2 separate regions of the Bos taurus genome follow, and region 1 is linked to region 2. A link is a contact called in public Hi-C data. All regions are on one chromosome and are shown on one strand. The core of a region is the stretch at or near the end of the contact, and the rest is flanking DNA. Distances in the headings are between cores, read along the strand shown.

Evidence for each region. Hi-C and Micro-C count contacts between places; a contact is called where the count stands out from the background.
Region 1: a contact with region 2 is called in a Hi-C map of skeletal muscle, with 5 times the contacts expected there. The contact joins two enhancer-like sites. A contact is called at or near these places in 2 of 11 Hi-C or Micro-C datasets (liver and skeletal muscle).

The regions. Positions count from the first base shown.
Region 1 is chr16:42,598,888-42,602,382 of ARS-UCD2.0, reverse strand. It overlaps TARDBP (TAR DNA binding protein), which reads left to right. Exons shown (of 6, transcript NM_001046485.2): 4 at 216-356; 5 at 989-1,159; 6 at 1,534-2,134. The coding sequence ends at 2,064. Among named protein-coding and RNA genes, the nearest start is that of TARDBP, 4.7 kb to the left of the region's middle. Within about 2 kb of position 1,767, at least 2 of the 102 cell types and tissues checked have an H3K27ac peak or open chromatin away from gene starts, as enhancers often do. A contact at or near this core is called in skeletal muscle, where this site is marked.
Region 2 is chr16:42,464,301-42,468,086 of ARS-UCD2.0, reverse strand. The region is part of intron 28 of MTOR (mechanistic target of rapamycin kinase); the gene reads right to left. Among named protein-coding and RNA genes, the nearest start is that of ANGPTL7, 13 kb to the right of the region's middle. Within about 2 kb of position 2,101, at least 19 of the 102 cell types and tissues checked have an H3K27ac peak or open chromatin away from gene starts, as enhancers often do. A contact at or near this core is called in skeletal muscle, where this site is marked.

The DNA.
Region 1 (3,495 bases), core at 518-3,017, 130 kb before region 2:
CACTTAACAGTTTTTCAGTGAATGAGCGTCCAGAACTCCTTGTTCTGGTGATGCTACCCTTCATGTTTAGTAGGTGATATTTTTAATATTTATTATATGTATGCGTAATGGGTGCTGAAAAGAAATTTGGTTTATACTATTTCCCTTCATGTGTGTACTCTGGGTTGGTTATATGTGTGTGTAGATTTAGTGAATTTAAATGATTTTTTTTCTAGGTCAAGAAGGATATTAAAACTGGTCATTCAAAAGGGTTTGGCTTCGTTCGCTTCACGGAATATGAAACCCAGGTGAAAGTAATGTCACAACGACATATGATAGATGGACGATGGTGTGACTGTAAACTTCCAAATTCTAAGGTACTTTCTCTTGTTTTCTCTGCTTTGGCCATTTGTGGTGACAAACTTAATTAAAAGACACTGTAAAATAAAACATTACAGTTGGAAAATGTGGCAGGGTGTGTTCTTGAAATCTTTTGTTAAAAGTCTCAGGACCTTAATGCATGGTGAATATTTTATATATTTGTTTGAAATACTTAGTTTATTGCTTCTCCAGAATAAAACATGATTCATTTTATTCTTTCTCTTGTTATTTAATGAATTAGCAATTTCTTACATAGTTACATGTGAACAGAGAATATGTGGATCTCGTTAGTGTTAACAAAGACAATTAGAATATGTTGATCTTGTTACAAAAGCCTTACTTATTCCAAGCAAGCAAGACTTGCTTATTTGGAACATTATCCTCTTTGCCAGGACATTTCTAATTCATCAATTTTCCTTAATCCAAATATACTTTCATCAGCTTTAAAATTAAAAGCATTGAAGTCTTACAAGAAGATGTGCTAATACAAAAAAGAAAGGATGTACCTACTTTTTAAGCACTCACCTAAAGAAAAGGCAGGTAGATTGTGTTACATCCTCCACCAGAATGCTGTTTTCATTGCTTGTAAAATATTTCTGATGGTTTTTCTTCCTTTTGATTTGATCAGCAAAGCCCAGATGAGCCTTTGAGAAGCAGAAAGGTGTTTGTTGGGCGTTGTACAGAGGACATGACTGCTGATGAACTGCGGCAGTTCTTTTGCCAGTATGGAGAAGTGGTAGATGTCTTCATCCCCAAACCATTCAGGGCTTTTGCCTTTGTTACGTTTGCAGATGATCAGGTATTTTTCTCTTAATAACTTTGCCCCAGTTAGGTGATTTCTGTTGAACATTGCCCTTCCAGCTAATTACCATCCTTACTAACTAAGCTCTCTGACCCTGTATTTGGGTCTGAATATTTGTGATAAACCCCTTAGGTATATTTTTAATATGTGACATTTAAGTGGGAGTGTTACACATCCTTTGAAAATGAACGGAAAAATCCCTGCTGCCATTACTATAAAGCTAAAGGCTATTTTATGGGTTTAAATGAAATAAGTGCTCCTTGCTGATTTTTTTCTCCAGCGTAGATGATGGCTTGAAATCTAAGTTTTATTGCTACTTTGTATGAATCAATGGTTTAATCTCCTCTATTTACATCCCTTATTTTTTATAGGTTGCCCAGTCTCTTTGTGGAGAGGACTTGATCATTAAAGGAATCAGCGTACATATATCCAATGCTGAACCTAAGCACAATAGCAATAGACAGTTAGAAAGAAGTGGAAGATTTGGTGGTAATCCAGGTGGCTTTGGGAATCAGGGTGGATTTGGAAATAGTCGAGGGGGTGGAGCGGGTTTGGGAAACAATCAGGGTAGTAATATGGGTGGAGGGATGAACTTTGGTGCTTTTAGCATTAACCCAGCAATGATGGCTGCAGCCCAGGCTGCTCTGCAGAGCAGCTGGGGTATGATGGGCATGTTAGCCAGTCAGCAGAACCAGTCTGGCCCATCAGGTAATAACCAAAGCCAAGGCAACATGCAGAGGGAGCCAAATCAGGCTTTTGGTTCTGGAAATAACTCTTACAGTGGTTCTAATTCAGGTGCAGCGATTGGTTGGGGATCGGCATCAAATGCAGGGTCAGGCAGTGGTTTTAATGGAGGCTTCGGCTCTAGCATGGATTCTAAATCTTCTGGCTGGGGAATGTAGACATTGGGTTACAGTTAGTTGGTATACTGGTGGGAATTCAAATTTTTCTAAACTCATGGTAAGTATATTGTAAAATAACATGTAAGAATTTTCAAAATTGGTTTGTTCAGTGTGGAGTATATTCAGCAGTATTTTTGACATTTTTCTTTAGAAAAAGAGGAAGAGCTAAAGGAATTTTATAAGTTTTGTTACATAAAGGGTTGAAATATTGAGTGTTTGAACGTGAACTGCTGTTTGCCTGATGGGTAAACCAACACACTACAATTGATATCAAAGGGTTTCTCCTGTAATATTTTATCCCTGGACTGTCAAGTGAATTCTTTGCATGTTCAAAATGGAAACCATTGATTAGGACTACATTCTTTTCTCCTTGTTTTAATTTGAACCCCACCATATGGATTTCTTTCCTTAGGAAAATCTCTTTGGAGATCATGGTGTCACAGTGGTTGGTTCTTTTGTTTTTTTTTGTTTTTGTTTTAACACTTGTCTCCCTTCATATACAAAAGTACAATATGAAGCCTTCATTTAATCTCTGCAGTTCATCTCATTTCAAATGTTTATGGAAGAAGCACTTCATTGAAAGTAGTGCTGTAAATATTCTGCCATAGGAATACTTCTGTCTACATGCTTTCTCATTCAAGAACTCGCCATCACGCTGCGCAGGCTGCGTCTTTGACGGTGGGTGTCCCATTTTTATCCGCTACTCTTTATTTCATGGAGTCGTATCAACGCTATGAACGCAAGGCTGTGATATGGAACCAGAAGGCTGTTTGAACTTTTGAAACCTTGTGTGGGATTGATGGTGGTGCCGAGGCATGAGAGGCTAGTATGAGCGAGAAAAGGAGAGAGCGCGTGCAGAGACTTGGTGGTGCATAATGGATATTTTTTAACTTGGCGAGATGTGTCTCTCAATCCTGTGGCTTTGGTGAGAGAGTGTGCAGAGAGCAAGGATAGCAAATAATGTACGAATGTTTTTGCATTCAAAGGACATCCACATCTGTTGGAAGACTTTTAAGTGAGTTTTGTTCTTAGATGACCCACGTTAGCTGAATGTGTTAAGTGAAACGATACTTGTATTTCCCTTACCCCTTTGTCAACTGCTGTGAATGCTGTATGGTGTGTGTTCTCTTCTGTTACTGATCTGTAAGTGTGGTAATGTGAACTGAAGCTGATGGGTTGAGAACATGGACTGAGCTTGTGGTGTGCTTTGCAGGAGTACTTGGAAGCAGAGTTCACCAGTGAGCTCGGGGTGTCTCAAAGCAGGGTGGAAGTTCTCATGTCTGTTAGCTACCCATAAGAATGCTGTTTGCTGCAGTTCTGTGTCCTGTGCTTGGATGCTTTTTATAAGAGTTGTCACTGTTGGAAATTCTTAAATAAAACTGATTTAAATAATATGTGTCTTTGTTTTGCAGCCCTGAATGCAAAGAATTC
Region 2 (3,786 bases), core at 852-3,351:
AAAGGCAGTGGGGCAGCTAAAAAGCAGGTGGCAGGGAGAGCAGAGGGAACCGGCAGGCGTTACAGTTCCCTCACTTAAAGTCACAGTCAGGTTGTGAAGATAGCACCCAGGATCTGGCAGGTCAAACTTTCCTTTCTTGCTCCAAGAACTTAGGAAAAGTAACTTTACTTCTCTTCTAAACATTAAAAAAGTGGAGGCTGGCCTTGTTAGAAGGTTTCAAAGCTGGGACATTTGGTGTCCCTGGAACTCTTGGGGGCCTAAGGCACGAAGACAAAAAGAATGTGATACAAGAGAGGTGGGCTGCCTCGGCATCAAATGGGCTCCTGACGCCTTACCCCAGAGTGGATTAAGGGTGAAGAGTTCTGACTTGTCTCCACTTTTTCCTTTGTCTGGTCACGGTATAAGTGACATGTCTGTCATAGTACCTAGAAGACTTGCCAGATCTGTATGTGAGAAAGTGGGACCTTAAAAATAAAAAAGACAGGACTTCTCTTTTGGCCCAGTGGTTAAGAATCCATCTATTTGGATAACAGTATGGTGATTTCTTTAAAAAAAAAAAAAACAACTAAGAAGAAAACTACCATATGACCCAGCAATCCCACGACTGGGCATACACCCTGAGAAAATCATAACTGAAAAAGACAGATGCACCCCAGTGTTCACTGCAGCACTATTTACAGCAGCCAAGGGATGGAAGCAACCTAGATGTCTGTAACAGATGAGTGGATAAAGAGGTTGTGGTACATATATACAATGGAATATTACTCAGCCATAGAAAGGAATGAATTTGAGTCAGTTCTAGTGAGGTGGATGAACTTAGAGCCTGTTATACAGAGTGAAGTAAGTCAGAAAAACAACTATCATGTATTAATGCATATATATGGAATCTAGAAAACTGGTACTGATGAACACATCTGCAGGATAGGAACAGAGACTCAGACACAGAGAAGAGACTTACAGACACAGCAGGGGCAGGAGAGGGTGGGATGAATTGAGAGTAGCATTAAAATATATACATTACTATAATGTAAAATAGATAGCTAATGGGAAGTTGCTGTATAACACAGGGAGCTCAACCCAGAGCTGTGTGACAACCAAGAGGGCTGGGATGAGGTGGGAGGGAGTTTCAAGAGGAAGGGTTCATATGTATACCTATGGCTGATTCATGCTGATGTATGGCAGAAACCAAATAACAGTATAAAGCAATTATCCCCCAATTAAAAAAATAAATAAATTTGAAGGAAACAAAAGAGAATCCACCTACCAATGCAGGGGGCACAGGTTTGGTCCCTGGTCCAGGGAGAGTCCACATGCCTCGGGGCAACCAAGCCCGGGTACCACATCTGCTGAGCCTGTGCACCACCACAAGAGAAGCTGCCTCGATGAGAAGCCTGCATACTGCAACTAGAGTAGTGCCTGTTCTCCACAACTGGGGAAAGCCCGTGCACAGCCAAAAATGAAAAGCAAAAAGAATTTAGAAGACAGAAGCTAACAAGTGCAGATTAGGGAAAGGAGAGAAAAAAATTCCTATCTTTTCAATTCTGGTGCATATGTGCTAAATTGCTTCAGTTGTGTCTGGCTCTTCCATGGGCTCTATGTAGCCCACCAGCCTCCTCTATCCATGGGATTCTCCAGGCAAGAATATTGGAGTGCGTTGCCGTGCCCTCCTCCAGGGGATCTTCCCAACCCAGAGATTGAACCCACGTCTCTTACATCTCCTGCATTGGTAGATGGGTTCTACGTCACTAGCATCACCTGGAAAGCCCCTTTCAATACTGGTAGCGGGAGGTGTGTGTGTGTGTGTCTGTGTCTGTGTATATATATATAAGACATTTTTTAATTTAAAAAATTGGAGTGGGAGTTCACGATATCAAAATGATACTTTTGCCTATGTATATTCTGTATAAATGCATATTTTAGACATAGTGCTAGTCAGAGTGATGATATAGTACTGTATTCTGCTTTTTTACATGACACAGGCATTTCCCACTTTATCCGGAGCCTTCACAAAAACTTTTTAACAGCTGTGTAAGAAAATGTCCTGCGCTGGATCTTATGTCTAAACCAGTCTCTTGGGCACACCCTTGTGGCCGGGTGAGAGCAGCACTAGCTAAGCCACCAAGGTGTGGCAGGAGCTCACAGGGGATTCGTCCTGCAGATGTCTGTAGGCTTGCCCCTGGGAATCAGAGCAGCCACCCAGAGGATGGACACAGGGTCCAGCAATAAGCTGGACAAGCTGTCCCATTTCACTCATCACTTCCAGCACCCCCTGGCTGGATAAACGGGGCCTAAATGCCCTAGCACAACCAGCATGAGGCACTGAGAAGCCGCAGAGCCCTGGAGTGTCAAAGCACACGATTTGTGCTGGCCAGGTTTGCAACCCAGGGGCCTGTCAGAGGCGTGTTGTAAAAATGATGAATGGCTGTCACATTTCCAAGGCTCTGGCTGATTTAGGGAGCCACTGGCAGGCACATCACTCCCAGCGTGTCAGCCAGTTAATTACTTCCAACTTTATCTTTCTTGTCAACACTTCTTGACAAATTGGCCATTATCTTTTTATTCTACAACAATGAGCACTGCTTCTTTTCTGGTGAGGCCTGGAGGATTTTCTCCTCCTTTCTGCTTCTTCATATCCAGAATGAAATGAAGAGATCTGAGAGAGAACATTAGGGAGAAGAAGCTGTCAGGGAAACAGAACAAAGTGGGGAGGGTTGACAGACGGAACCCAAAACTTATTTTCAACTACTTTGACTCAAAATAGAGGAGATATTTTGGGTAAAAATCCATCCTGATTTCTTGGCTGCTGCGTGTCCAAGAGCTCTGACTCAGGCTATTATGTGGATGAAGTTGGGAAACAAAAATTAAATGAGCTGGCATCCAGGGACTTGGCAGCTCTGAACTCTCCTCACTTATAACTGTGTAAGGAGATGTGCCCTGGCCCTGTGCTCTGGTAGAGTGAGGCCACACTGTAGAAATACTGATGCCCGTTCTAGAATCGGGAAAAGGAAAATATGCCTACCTTCCTGGTAAGGAAGAGCTGACAGATGAGGACTACAACACACTAACTGAATCATCAAGATTTACAGCCAGTGAGATGTCCAAAAGAAGCTCGAGAGACCAATGGTGTCATCACTGACACTTTTCACTGTCACTGGGACAAACTGTCAGAGACGGCCATGGGGCACCCACTGTATTTCATCAGTTCTAAGATGCACTCTTAACATTTCTGAAATCATGATACAGCTTATGATTCAAGGTTTCAGAGTACCATGACCCAGCTTAATTGCCAGTAGTCTGCCCCTCATCATACAGGTACATAAAAATCAGAAGCACCTTTGCTAACTCACCATAAGAGTGGTCCCTTTAAATCTCTAGCCATTCCTGGGGATGAGCTAGATGCAGTGGAAGGGCAGAGGTTAACTACTAACCAACAGCAAGCTTTTCATTGTGTTCATGGGGTTGCTGAAGCTGAAGCTCCAATACTTTGGCCACCTGATGGGAAGAGCCGACTCACTTGAAAAGACCCTGATCCTGGGAAAGGTTGAGGGCAGGAGAAGGGGGTGACAGAGGATGAGATGGTTAGATGGCATCACTGACTCAACGGACATGAGTTTGAGCAAACTCTGGGAGATAGTGAAGGGTGGGGAAACCTGGCCTGCTTAAGTCCACAGGGTCACAAAGAGTCGGACACAACTTAGTGACTGAGTAACAACAGCAGCAGCACGCTGTGCCCTTTAGAATGGTCGTGGGTGCAATGGAAGACTCTCTGTCTTTCTGGTCAGCTCT